Regions from separate parts of the Mus musculus genome. Here region 2 is linked to region 1. The links are chromatin contacts, called in public HiChIP or PLAC-seq maps. All regions are on one chromosome and are shown on one strand. The core of a region is the stretch at or near the end of the contact, and the rest is flanking DNA. Distances in the headings are between cores, read along the strand shown. Region 1 has its middle 11 kb from the start of Gm34872. Region 2 has its middle 6.7 kb from the start of Gm38855.

The links. HiChIP or PLAC-seq counts read pairs in DNA pulled down with a chosen protein or histone mark.
Region 2: a contact with region 1 is called in an H3K27ac HiChIP or PLAC-seq map of embryonic stem cells, with 12 read pairs. The contact joins two enhancer-like sites. A contact is called at or near these places in 1 of 39 promoter capture datasets (embryonic stem cells), 3 of 15 datasets of contacts at CTCF or cohesin (CD8 T cells, the NIH/3T3 cell line and large pre-B cells), 9 of 484 Hi-C or Micro-C datasets (the G1E-ER4 cell line, bone marrow-derived macrophages, embryonic stem cells and 2 more), 8 of 115 datasets of contacts at active chromatin or transcription factors (the HPC-7 cell line, bone marrow-derived macrophages, double positive thymocytes and 3 more) and 1 of 9 other capture datasets (adipose tissue).

The regions. Positions count from the first base shown.
Region 1 is chr6:87,990,226-87,997,345 of GRCm38.p6, forward strand. No RefSeq gene overlaps it. Among named protein-coding and RNA genes, the nearest start is that of Gm34872, 11 kb to the right of the region's middle. Within about 2 kb of position 4,001, at least 170 of the 459 cell types and tissues checked have an H3K27ac peak or open chromatin away from gene starts, as enhancers often do. A contact at or near this core is called in embryonic stem cells, where this site is marked.
Region 2 is chr6:88,056,967-88,064,086 of GRCm38.p6, forward strand. No RefSeq gene overlaps it. Among named protein-coding and RNA genes, the nearest start is that of Gm38855, 6.7 kb to the left of the region's middle. Within about 2 kb of position 3,730, at least 52 of the 459 cell types and tissues checked have an H3K27ac peak or open chromatin away from gene starts, as enhancers often do. A contact at or near this core is called in embryonic stem cells, where this site is marked.

The DNA.
Region 1 (7,120 bases), core at 2,751-5,250:
CTTCTGCAGTTTCGGATTATTCCTATCTTGCTGGTACAGCACCACAGTTTGCCAGCCTCCCCAGACTCTTGGGAAGGCCAGCCTAGTGCTACCGCTGCTGGCTGCCCCTCTCCCTCCATGTAATTTCACTTTCTGTTTTATAGTTTTCCCTAGAAGCCCTGGTTTCTTGCATGTTCCCGCCTTGTGCGCCTGATGTCTCTCCCTCCGGCCCTGCTACCTGCCCCATGACCCTTAGTTTGGAATTGTTTTCTATATTCTGGCTCAAAAAGGGGTTGATCTGGGATGTGTTTAATAAATACCCATTCCTGGACCTCATCCTAGGTGGTCCGTACTCTGTGCCAGAGCTGGAGGCTCCCGGGCTTTGGGGCATCCAGTTGCTTTGGGGACAAGGGTCCCTTTTCACTTGGTCTCTGTTTACAGCTTCCGTGGGAGGCTGTTGGCCCTGTTTGAACTCTTGCAGTGAGCTCCTCGGTCCCCTCCAATCACATCTTGTTTCTGTCTCTGAAGGGTTGACCCCTAAGGAGCTGGGATGAGATAAGAGACCACTGTGAATGGGGCCTAGGTATCAGAACGACACAATATCTGTCTGCTAGGCTCCCACCTTGCTGGGCCACTGATCTCGAGTAAGGGCTCCCCTCACTCGAAAACCTCAACCTCAGACAGCAGGGCAGGCTCTGGCAGGGAGGGGTTTCTGAGAGCAGCATCAGGATGCTGAGAGGGGACTCCGGCTTGAGAGACTGGCTAGTGTCTGATAGCAAATCTTTACTGTTGGATCCATTTAAGCAGCCCTCTCGCATGCCCACCACTTTCTGGGATCCTGTCATTAGCTAGAGGAAGACCCTGTAGTTCACTGCTACATAGCCCGGCACATAGTAGGCCCTCAATAAATATTTGTTGAATAAATGAGATGGGATTCAAAACAAAGAATCGGTTTTGGGTGTCTTTCAATCTTTCATGTCATCTCCACAGGGGACCCAGCTCCAAGAGCTTCATGGAATCTAGGCCACCCGTCAGGGCAGGTGTGGACCTCGCCTTAAACCCTAGTACAAAACTTCTTGTGTCTCTGTGAGAGGCATAGAACTTCCTTTAGTTCTTCGTCAGATCGTGGGTGTCCTGAGCTCCTCTACTCAAGAGCCAATCAGCAGCTGCTGAGGCCCAGCCATTAGAGCCACAGCCACAGCTGCAGCCACAGGCTGTGTCACTGCCTTGGCACTCAGCTACATCTGTGCCCAAGTCTGTGCCACTGCAGGTCTGCACTGGACCCTGCCCCCTGCTGACCTCTTTGACTTTTATCTCCTGTCCCCACACCTCTCCTTTGCCATTCCTTAACAGGCCATCCAGATTCCTTTTCAGACTAAATTATCTTTTATTGATTACAATATCAATCTCCTTGTTAGCGACTTGGTCTTGATAACACTGAGTGGTAGAAATCTAGAAATAACAATCTACCTTGGGACTTATATATATATACATGAAAGTTTAAAAAAATAAAACAAAAAACAAAAATCAGTCATCTATTAGGAGGTGGTCAGGGCCCCTAACACATCTGTGCCTTGTCCCAGCCTCTATCTTACGTGAAGAAGCTGAGGTCCAGCAAAGAGGTGGGCCCAGGAGGTGTGTTGGAATATAGTCCAAGCAGACTTCCCAGCTCCTGCTCTTGTCATTGTCCAGCTAGCAGGGATCACAGGGGCACCTGGCTGGTCACATCATGACAGATGAGAAGCCACAGGGTGGGCAGGGAATGCAGAGTGAGTGAGTTCACTCAGCTTCCTGGGATAACCATTAAAGTTGCTCAAAGATAACCATCAGGTGTGCCAAAGGGGCTCTGCATGTGTTTCACTGGCAAAGGGCCCAGAAACTGCCTCTAGCTTCAGGGAGACCTCCCCAGGGAAGGGATAGCTGCTATTTGTTGCTTAAGCAGCATGCTTGCTGAATGTTAATAAGGCTGAAAGACGCCCCTCCCTGCTTGTTATTATTGACATAACAGAAGAAACAAATTAATTTTTCTGATAATTGTAGACTCTGGGTCTTCTCTATGTAAGGTCAACTCCTATGTAAACATTGCCCCAATAAAACCTATCAAATACTTTGTACAATTCCACCAAAAGGACGTTTCTGTCCTTTTCTCACTGTGTGCCACAGAAGGAATAATCGACATTTGGACATTTGGTGGGGAGTGTTCATTTTTCAAAAATTTTGAATTCCTCTGTGTCCCTCTGCCCCCAAGAAGTTTCAGGCCCTGTTGTAGACAAAGGAATTTTCAGTTCTGTAACCTAGCTATACTTTTTACTCTAAAAAAATGGTAGTTTATATTTATTCAAAGCAGGCTGAGACGGCTCAACACTGATCCCTTGCCTAGTAGTCCTGAGGGCCTACATTCCATCCTGCCACCAAAAAAAAGAAAAAAAAAAAAAAAGAAAAAGAAATATTCTTTATCAGCTCCATAATTAGCAGACTTAGCTTTTCTCCTTTAGAAGTTCCCAAGTTAGATTTAGATTTAAGTGAATTTTGTTTTAAAGTTCAGGACAAGAAGGCCCTCATGAAAAGCAACCACTGACCGACCACACTGGCCAGAGCCATGGCTGGCCGTGGGACGACGACCTCATCCCTAAGACCCTCGGGACTGAGGAGCCCTTAACTGAACAGAGCAGAGCTCAGCATGACCCAGCCAAGAGGCTGGAGCGTTCCTGTCTGTGGCTCTGTGCCTGTGGCTTGTGGTTTCAGAGTAGTGTTAGCTATTCATCTGGAAGCAAGGGTCAAAGTTCATGTCTGGGGTAAATTGCACAATGAGCAGTGTTTCCCCAGCCTTAGGCAGTACAGTTTTTCACTGTTAGACACACCAGTCAGTCCTGCCTCCTCACTCCTAGTCTTGAGTAAAAATGTTTTTGTTTTTTTGTTTTTTTTGTTTTTGTTTTGTTTTGTTGCTTTTTAATGTTCCTGTGCCATAGCTAAAGTAGAAGAGTGTCAGGGCACAGAAAGTCAGGGACTGGGGGTTCAGGGCAGTGGCTCCTTTCATTTCTGGGTGGCCCAGACCAGGATCAACACCATGGGCCAGGACTTTGGGCACTTTGTAAGCCTTCAAAATACTTCAAGATAAAACTTCAAGAGTCGGGGGTACATGCCTTTAGTCTCAGTACTGGGGAGGCAAAGGCAAGAGGATCTCTGAGTTGGAGAGATCCTGGTCTATATAGTGAGTTCCAGGATAACCCTGGCTATGCAGAGACCCTATCTCAAAAAAAAAAAAAATCACCCCAAAAAAGGGTGAGCAGATCCCTGGGGATAACCTAGGACCACAGTGGCCTTGATCTAAGGAGTTTCTGCCCTCGCCCATCCAGGTTGGTCTTCTGTTACTAAATACCGAGGCCTTGGGCTTTGATTTTATTATTTTTTTTGAAGCTTAAATTAATCCTGCCCCCATCCAAACCAGTGTCTCCCATAGCCTGGAGGCCTGAACAGCCTATTCTACATGGGGGCCCTTCTGTGATTTCAGCTTAACACTAATCTCCCACACCCTTCCTCATGCCCCGTGACTCCACACACCAAGTAGGGCTGTCCAGTGCCATTCCTGCGACTTTTACATGTCTTTCCTCCAGGGCACCTCAAGTTCTGGGACATTTTTGTGCTAGCTAGTCTCTTCTGGTCCTATCGGCCAGTCTATGTAACCAAGTTCCGTGTAACTGGCACTCATGCTCACAAACTTCATCTGCCTAAGTGAGCTAGGAAGGGCCTCAGGCCAGGTGCTGGGGACAGGGTAGCCAGCCCCATCCAGAGGGCCTCAGGCGACCCACAAGGCTGTTGCCCAGCTCAGATTAGCAGGGATGAAGGAAGAGCTTGTGGCTGACATGGTTTTGGCCCACTTAGGATGGCCCAGCTCCTGGAAAGATGCAGCTGCCTCCCTGGTTCTCGGGTTGGAAGGCAGCAGCACCTACAGTCAGTCCCACTGCCTTTCAGCTCAGCAGTTGGCCGTTGGGTTAGCGTTGGGAACACTCCCCGCCCCTCCCCCGCCCCCATCCTATCTCCATGGAGATCCACACTTTCCCCGCCCACCAGCCACAGAGGCAGAGGCGGGGAAGGGGGGCAGGGGCACCGGCACCAGCACCCCTGCGCTGCAGTCACAATGCCTTCTTCTCACAGACCCTTCTCCAGCCAATAGAAACTAGGGAGGATGTAGTGGGGGTCTTGAAAATGTGTTCGGTGGCCCCAAGGCCGCCCTACATTAGTGTTTACTGCAGCCACGCCCTTGTCCTATGGATCTGGCGACCGGTTTCCCAGAAGCCAGAGAGGGAGGCTTCAGGGGGTTCCCCATGGACCATATTCCAGGTAATTTGAGGTCATTGCTTTGGAGACTGCGTCCCTCCCACACATCAGGTTAAAGTGTCTCCTCTTTAGTTTTCGCCCAGAAAGCTGAAAGAGACAGACGGACAGACAGACAGACAGACAGACAGAGACAGACAGACTGACAAACCTGCAAGCCGACCTCTGGGGTGCCACAGCCACCTGAGACTACCAGACTACTGGCTGGCTTCTCCAGTGACCATTGGGTGAAGAAAGGCCCTATTCCTGTATTTTCCAGGCCTGGGCAGCAAGCACCTTATGGCTCATTATCTCAAATCCAGAACCCTGGTCCCTGCAGTAACAGGGACATATAACAGCCCCATATGGCACACCACTAACATTTCTTGTCCTTTTACTTATTTAATTTCCTTTTGTTCCAGGAAATTTAAAAAGCAAAAAATAAAAAACACCCCCCCCCAAAAAAAAACAAAAACAAAAACCAAAAAACAAGCCAATAAAACACCAAGACAACAAACCAAAAAACCCAAGCAAAACACAGTGCTGGTCAGACCCCTCTCAGGGCTGCTCAGGCTTGGGCCAGGGAGAAAGTACAGGTGGACCAGGCACATGATGGATTAGAACAGGAGGGGCCGAAGCCCTGCAGCCTCATGTGGACCCCAGCATACATGGCATACTGAGTGTCCTTTGTGTGGGGTTTTATCATCTTTTTTTTTTGTTTGTTTGTTTGTTTTGTGTGTGTGGTTTTTTTGTTTTGTTTTTAAAGATTTATTTATTTCATGTATGTGAGTATACTGTAGCTGTCTTCAGACACAACAGAAGAGGGCATCGGATGCCATTACAGATGGTTGTGAGCCACCATGTGGTTGCTGGGAATTGAACTCGTGACCTCTAGAAGAGCAGTCAGTGCTCCTAACCGCTGAGCCATCTCTTTAGCTCTGTTTTTTAAAGTCATATCTTACTAGGAGAGGGACATGCCAGAAGAGGGCACTTGATGGCCTGGAGCTGGAGTTATAGGCAGTTGTAGCAGCCAGTGCAGTCATACTCTTTAAATTCACTGGGTTTCACCCAGCCTGGTAGTACATGCCTGTTGTCATCCCAGCATGCAGGACACTAAAGCCCTGTTTCCAAACAAAGCCCTCAGATTAAAGCAAAACTGAAGACAGCTCTGTGGCTGCACAAATGGGACCACAAGCTTTGACTCTGGCTACTCCCAGGGGAAGCGTGGAGAGCTGTGGCAGACTTCCTGTTCCCAGAAGGTTAGAGGGTATCTATTATGGACTGATAGGGGAAAGGGGAAGGTCCAGGAGCCCTAAAAAATAACCAAGGCAGTGGCAGTGTAACAAACGGCTTCCAGCCCCGTGCTTCTACTACACTGCCTGCGTGAAGTTGCTAGCTTTCTTCTCTCAGGGTCTCTTCTGTCTTCCCCAGTTCAATTTTGTGTTTATGCCAGAATGAATTCATCAACTCTCTCTCATCAGCCTTCACCCATTACATTTCTTGAGGGTTTACCAGGATTTGAGGAGACCTACAAGGTCATATGTCCAATGGAAAAATCTCGGCAAGGAACTCAAAGGTGGCTGTGACCCACCCAGTACTCTGAGGGTCCCTTCTGATCTAGGGGACCCACTGACTACAACTCCCATGGTGAGACCCCATCTCCCACCTCCATCAGAAGGGAGAGTAGAGGCTCTGAGGGTGTGTGTGCTGACCTTTCCTGCAGGAAGGAGATTGCTCCCTTGAAAATCCGTCATTCCTAAAAGACTGCGAACTGCACCTCAAGAAACCCAGCAAGGAACAGATAGTCTTCCCAAGGAAGAAGGTGTGAAGAGGGTAGATTCCCCACTAGGAATCTGTGAATCTGCCAGATAGAGCTGCCTTCCGTCAGTCCTGGCTCTTGGGCACTTCAGCTGGGCTGTGAGTAATAGCTAAGTGGACAACCTGGGGGAAGTCTGGTTGTGGCTTCCTGTGCCAAGTCTGCAGGCAAAAGTTGGAGTTGTCTTCTTTTGACCTGAGAAAGGGATGCCAACATTGCTCTGAGTTCAAGGTAGGCTGTCTGGAATTGAGAAGCTGCTGGGTGAACTAGGATGGAAAGCATTGTCTCCAAGGAGGGACTCATCACGGCTGATGCCAACGATGTCTGCCATCTTGGCCTTCCTTGTAGCTCTCAAGAGGTATGAATGTTCCTGTGTGAACGCTGACACAGGGGCTGTGGTGGCAGGAACAGGGTTAGCCGTAGCTAGACTGTGTGTGCATGAAGTGTCCTCTCCACACACATTCCTTCCTCTAATCCAGGCCTCCCCCACGTCGGGGGTGCGCATCTGTTGGCCTTGCAGCAGACACCATGTTGGCTGTGAGGCCCTGTGGGGGAAGGCTTGCCTAAACACACATGAGGCCTGGTTCCTATCCTCAGCACTTGCAATAAATAGTCGGTGGGGAAAAGAGAAAGGAGCCTTCAACGCACATGGTTTTCCAGGTGCCAATAACAGCTAGTGGCAAAAGGGGATCGGCTTGCTGGGGTTTACTTCGGAGTTGTTCTTGAATGTTAGGTCTCATAAGAAGGAATTCATTAAGGCCACAGAGCATTTAAAAGGACATATGCGGCAAATATTCTGGAAGCTAGAGAAGGTAGCCATGCCCATGTTTTTATTTTTTTATTTTTATTTTTTAATTTTTTTTATTTTTTAAATTTTTTCATAGTCTTTATTCTTACAAACCCTTGTGTCGAGGGCTGACTTTCTTTTTTTTTTTTTTTTTTTAAAGATTTATTTATTTATTATGTGTAAGTACACTATAGCTGTCTTCAGACACTCCAGAAGAGGGTGTC
Region 2 (7,120 bases), core at 2,480-4,979, 66 kb after region 1:
GGTTCTGGTAGGCGTTGTAAGATGTGGGTGGTGCATGAGTCACTGGAATTATGCCTATGAAGGGAATTGCGAGAGCCTGGGTCTCTGTCTCTCTCCTCTGCCTTTGCTTGTGCCTACCGGACATTTCCATCATGATTCATTTCTTGCCAGAAGGCAAACCAATGGAGCCGCCTGACCGTGTACCCAGGAGCTTCAAAACACAACCTCATCAAATCTCTCTTCACTTCACCAGTCCCAGGCTCATGATCTGAACACTTGGTGCTGATTGGTAGTGCTGTGTAGGGGAGGTTATGGAACCTTTAGGAGTCAGCCTTGCCAGTTTCAGTATATAACTGGGGTAGGCTTTGAGAGTTTATAGTCTCCGCCCACTTCCAGTTCATTCCCTTTGCTCCTTTCCTGTGGACGGGACATAATCTTTCAGTTTCCTGCTCTGGCCATCTGTTGGCAAGTCTGCATCAAGTCCCTCCCTCCCTCCTTCCTTCTCTCTCTCCTTCCTTCTCTCTCTCCTTCCTTCTCTCTCTCCTCTCTCTCGCTCTCTGTATCTGCAAACCAAAATAAATTCTTCCTTCCATAACTTGATTAAGATCATTGTTAGAATATGCGGCACAATTCTGGTATTTTATCATAGCAAAAGAGAAGGAAGTAACTAGTACATCACAGAGATGGGAAGCAGCCAGTACAATATCTTACAGACCTGTGCCCTTGAATAGTAACTCCATTCTCATCTCTCTCAACCTTCCCTAGCCCCTATTACTTCAGTTTTCCCTCATTCTCTAAGAAGTCAACTATTCATCCAGGAGTGAATGGAGGTGGAGGTGTAGAAAGTGGGGGAAGGCGGTGGGTGGCACATGCCTTTGATCCCAGCAGTCAGGAGGCAAAGGCAGGCAGATCTCTATGCCTGGTCTACAGGAGCAAGTTCCAGGCCAGCCAGGGTTACATAGAAAAACCCCGTCTTGAAAACCCAAAGGAAAGGAAAGAAGTGAACAGTTCACTACTTTGACCTCTTAAAAATGGAGCCTTGCTGTGTTTGTCTTCACTCCATAGCATGAGTTCTTATGTCGCTCTGGCTGGCCTGGAACTCACAAAGATCCTCCTGTCTCTGCTTCTTGAGATTAAACACGTGTGCCCCCGTGCCTCGTTTGCTTGTTTGTTTTTAGACAAGGTCTCATGTAGTCTATGCTGGCTTGAATTCATTGTGTAGTCAAGAGTGACCCTGAACTCCTGTTCTTCCTGCCTTTATCTCTCCAGTACTGAGATTAGAAGTGTAAGGCATCATGCTAGTGTATGCAGTGCTGGCACTGAACTCAGGCCCTGTGCATGTAGGTAGGCACTCTACAAACCGAGGACCTCAAAATTTCTTTCCTTTAAAAACTTGGGGTTTTTTTGTTTGTTTGTTTTTGTTTTTGAGGGGAAGTGGAGGCTGGGAAATTAACAGAAATCCTTGTGGTCTTTGCTAGGCTCAAAGTCACTAAGGTAGACCAGGCTAGCCTCCAACTTGTGGTGACCATCCTGCACCACCTAACCTCCTATGTGCTGGAATTATAAGCTTGTCTACCACTCTCTACTTTCTCATGTTCAATAAATATGATGCTTTGTTTAGCTCTTCATCCACTGGTGGACATTTGGCTTTTATCTGTTGGCTACTATGAATACTCCTGCCTGAACATCTTTTCAAATCATAGTTGTACTTTAAAAACAATGTGTGGTGCTGGGTTAGACTTGGGGCCTGGTACAAGCTGAGTTCATCATAGTTCATCACTGAGCTATAGCCCCAGCTCTAAGGACATTGTTCTTCTCGGTTGGGTTTGACTTTTCTTGCTAAAATGATCTTTAGATTTATTTGTTTGTTTGTTTGTTTGTTTGTTTATTATATGTAAGTACACTGTAGCTGTCTTCAGACACTCCAGAAGATGACATCAGATTTCGTTACGGATGGTTGAGAGCCACCATGTGGTTGCTGGGATTTGAACTCAGGACCTTTGGAAGAGCAGTCGGCGCTCTTAACCACTGAGCCATCTCTCCAGCCCCCGATCTTTAGATTTTTTAATGTGTTGATTTATTTATTTGTTTGTTTTAAGTGTGTGAGAGTTTTGCCTACCTGTCTGTATGTGCACCAGTTACATTTCTGGCACACCTCTGAAGAGGCTGTTGTGGAGATCAGGAGAGACGGTCAGGGCTCTAGAACTAAAATTACAGATGTTTACAAACCTCTGTGGCTGCTGGGAATCCAAACTGGGTCCTCTGCAAGAACAGCAAAAAAAAAGTTGTACATCAGCCAGATGTGGTAGGCAGCACATACCTTTAAGCCCAGCTCTTAGGAGGCAGAGGCAAGATGGTCTCTGTGAATTCAGGGTCAGCCTGGTTTATTTATCAAGTTCCAGGATTGCCATTGCCATATAACTACATAGAGAGACCTTGTCTCAAAATAAAACAAAACAAAAATAATTCTCCACAGGAAAAGTTGCACATATTTAAGGCATATAATATATATGCACATATACATGTTTACTTATGTTTATGATGATTCTATTTAGGTTCTTGTTTTCCATACCAGCTATACTACTTTCTTTCCTGATGTTGTGGGAAATATTAAAAAGAAACCCGCACATTTCCTGCACTTGAGTTGGCAACTCTCTGCCCCGGTGGCCTGGCCGGCCATGCACTGGCGGGCAATGGCTGACCTGTTTTTAATCTCATGGAGACTCTCTGGCCCAGAGCTCCTGAAATGTCTCCACCGAGCTTGCCAAGTTCCCATTGGTAGTTCGCTAACACGCCAACCCTGTGCTTCAAATCCCCCATGGCCTTTGTGGCGCACATCAGGCAAACTCACACTTTGCCCGCTCTACTTTTCTCTCTAGAACCCAGATGAGCTGCTGTGTGAAGGAAAATGCAGCACAAACTTAGTTCAGAAACTACAGTAACTCAATCGCTGGGCGCAACAACGAAAATCTTAACTTGTAAGCCTTATTAAATCAAAATCCTCCAGTGGCGAATCCTGACTTATCTGCGCCATTGAAACCAGTAGACACTTGTAATTACATCTTGTCCTCACGCTATCCCTGTTCAAAAGGACCTAACTCTCTCCTGATTCCTCTCTTCTCCTCTCCAACCCTAAAGTCCCATCTACTCGCCCAGTAATTGGCTCCTTTATTCATTAGGGATTGGTTCACCAGAAGTCACCTGAGTATGACTCACTCCTTGTCCACAACCCCTCCCAGGAGAGTGGAATTAGCATCAACATACAAACAGCACCCAGCCAGTCCACAACACTTCTTTCCATTTCTTTTTAGCTTTTGTTTTTATTTGCTTTAGTAATACTTAATCTTGTTTTGTTTTTTCGAGGCAGGGTTTCTCTGTATAGCCCTAGCTGTCCTGGAACTTACTCTGTAGACCAGGCTGGCCTCAAACTCAGAAATCCGCCTGCTTCTGCCTCCCAAGTGCTGGGATTAAAGGCGTGTGCCACCACCGCCTGGCCAGTAATAATTGTCCTAACTAATGTAATATGGTCCTATTGCAGTTTGGTTTTTGCTTCTCTCATCCTAGCACTATTGAATATTATTTCACGTGTTTATTGACTCCCCAGGGTAGAGATGCTTGTTTAACTCCTTTGCTCACTGTCATGAGTTGTATTATGAAATGTTTGTTCCGTACACGGGGCTCACACCCTACAGCTTGGTCTCCAGATGGTGGGGCTTTGGAGGGGATGGATCCTCACAGTGTTAGTTAGTTTCATCATGGATTAGCCCATGGCTGGACTATACTGAATGGGCATTCCAGTGTGCTGTTGAGGGACTATGTGGCCCCTGGTTCTTTCCCCACCTTCCACTTCCTGGCCACCTGACCACTTCCTGCACGTCACCACATGTTCCCTTTCATAATGTTCACCTCAGCACAGCCCACACTGGTGGAGTCAAGGAAGTAAGGTCTGAAGCCTTGACCAAGTCAGTCTTTCCTCCTTTAAGTGGTTTTTCCTAGGCACAAAACAAGCACACTCATTCTTGTTTGGATTTCGTTTCTTAATTTATAAGGAAATAAGCTAGGCCTGGTGGTGGTGGTGGTGATGGTGGTGGTAGGACACCCTGCCCTGTAATCTCAGCAGCTGTGAAACTGGAAGCAAGAGGACCAGGAGAACTAGGAAAGCCTGGGATTCAGGAGACATTTTTTTTTTAAAGATTTATTTATTCATTATATGTAAGTACACTGTAGCTGTCTTCAGACACTTCAGAAGAGGGAGTCAGATCTCATTACGGATGGTTGTAAGCCACCATGTGGTTGCTGGGATTTGAACTCCGGACCTTTGGAAGAGCAGTCAGGTGCTTTTACCCACTGAGCCATCTCACCAGCCCTCAGGAGACATCTTAAAACAAATAAGTTAACTGGGAAAAAAAATCAAGACATATAGTATAATAAACAAAAATTTTCTATTTGATATATTTTGCGTAGTGCTCCATAGAGTTCTATATTGTTGTAGTGTGTTGTTTTAAACTGTGTTGTTCAACAGCATCATGAAATATAAGAAACATACATATTAGGGCCTCAAAAGATGGCTCAATGGTTAAGAGCATTGATTGCTCTTCTAGAGGACCCGAATTCTGTTCTAGGCATCCAGCTAGTGACTTGCAACCTTCTGTAGCTCCAGTTCCAGGGGATCGGACTCCCTCTTCTGGCCTCTGAGTGCACCCGCATTGCAAGAGGCACACAGACATGAATTCAGGCAAAGCACTCATACATATAAAATAAAGCTAATTTAAAAAAAAATTAAAGAAATATACACAATTGCTTCCTGCCCTAGAAAAACCCTCGCTTAGGATTCTGGGAACCTCTTTAATTTCCTGAGCAATAGGAGTGCGTGTACGATGTTTTGTCCTCATGCTTGATTTCAACCATGACTCTGACACTTGAAACGTCAATCACTTGAAACTTCCTGGGTTATATGAGCATTTTTTTTTAATTTAAAAAGAGGGTTTCTCTGTGGAGCCCTGGCTGTCCTGGACCTCGCTCTGTAGACCAGACTGACCTCGAATTCACAGAGCTCTGCCTGCCTCTGCCTCCCAAGAGCTGGGATTAAAGCCGTGCACCACCACGCCTGGCCTGATATGAGCATCTTATGATCTAATAAACAACTATTGCAGAAAATGAAGATGGTGATGATCACCAGCTGTTTCAAAAACCCAAAGGATGGGGTTAGGCAGCTCCTGGGGCTGACTGTGCAGAAGCCCCCGGGGCGAGGGTTGCACACCTGCTAGGATGTATGAGCCTAGAGTGAAGAAGCTCTGAGCCTCTCTCCACACTACACCCCATGCTCTCTAATGGTATTCTCCATGCATGCTCTACTATAACTGATGGGCGTCAACAAGTGCTTCCCTGGGTTTTGTGAGGTTTCTTCTTCAAGTTTAATGGTTTTAGTTCTTTTTAGGGTTCCGGTAGATGTTATAACCCATTGAATTAGAACAGTATTTGAGAATCCTGTTGAGAGGTCTGTATAGATTTCTCAGCTCTTAAATGTCACCCCCTGCTTCAATCCCTTGCCCCATCCCACTGGGCTCAACTTGGTCTACCTTACACCCCTTCTCTGATTTCACTCAGTTCTAGGCACCTTGCCATAACATGCTGTTCCCCAAACATGCCAAGCACATTCCACATCAGGGAACAAGTACTCGGTGTTCCTCAAGCCAGGAGCATCTCTTCAGGCTCCCAATAATCTGACCATCCTAACGAGGTCACCCCCAGCCCCCACAATCCTGCTATTTTGTTCTTCTTAGGATCTACAACTTGTGCTTATCTCTGTTAGCTCACCGTACCGTCTCAGGAGAACAAATACTCTAGGAAAATGCTAGAGTTTGAACGTGATCCCAAAGTTCTAGGATTGGAGATTCAACCTTCGGTGCAACAGGATTTTATATGGGGGCTAAAGAGGTAAAGGTCCAGGGGCTCTGCCCAAAAATGGACTGATGAGTGCTGCAGAGTAAGGTAGTTACTGAGAGTGAATTTTCTGGCTACCAAAGTAGGTTGGGACCTTTCTTGTCCTTTTGCCTTCTGCTACGGATCACATAGCATGAAGGTGTTTACCATATATGCACCAAGCTCCTGGACTTCCCAGCCTCCAGAATTGTAAATCAGACCTCTATTCTGAATAAATTGTTCATTTTACAGAAAGATGAGAAAATGTGCAAAGGAAGAAGATAAAATCTTGGTCATTTACATTATAATGCACCTTCAATTAATCTTGGTGGTGTTGTGTATCAAACATTGGGTCTCACACAAGGTAAACACACATTAACACTAAAGCTGTCAATGTGTGTGTGTGTGTGTGTATGTGTGTGTGTGTGTGTGTGTGTGTGTGGTGGATGTGTGTGCACAATTTTTGCTGGTTAACATACATGTGTATCAAACATTAGGTCTCACACAAGGTAAACACACATTAACACTAAAGCTGTCAATGTGTGTGTGTGTGTGTGTGTGTGTGTGTGGTGGATGTGTGTGCACAATTTTTGCTGGTGAACATACATGTGTGATAGAGGACAGAATTCAACACTGGGCATCTTCTCTAACATCTCATTTGTGTGAGAGAAGGCAGGCACATACCATGGCACATGTATGGAGGTCAAAGGTAGCTTATGGAATCCATTCTTTCTTTCCACCGTGGGGACTATGGGGATTGGACTCAGGTTTTCAAGCTCTGGGAATCTGCCTGTCTCTGTGTTGTGAGGTCGCCACCAAAGAATACTACTCAAACATGGGTTTAAGTCAATAGAAAGTCTTTATTAGTCAGCTGGTGACAAGTGTTCAGGATCTCCAATGTAGTCATGAGCCTTTAATCACTATATATATACAAGAACTTCAGTTAACAAGAACAGTTAGACAGAAGCAAAACTACAGAAGCCAAAAGCAAGGTTAGCACATTTAGGGACTTTCCCAGAACTATGGACTTTGATGGATTAGGTATTTATTTTCATTTTGGCAAGTGGTACTGTCTACGTGCTGAATTTTATGACCCTAATGGTATTTCCATCATGGAGTCAGTTGTGCTAAGGTCTGGCTGGGGCCTGTTACATTTGACCCTCCTATTTCCTCTAGGAGTTAAAGTTATAGAGGTTACCTGCCATATCTTGCTTTTACA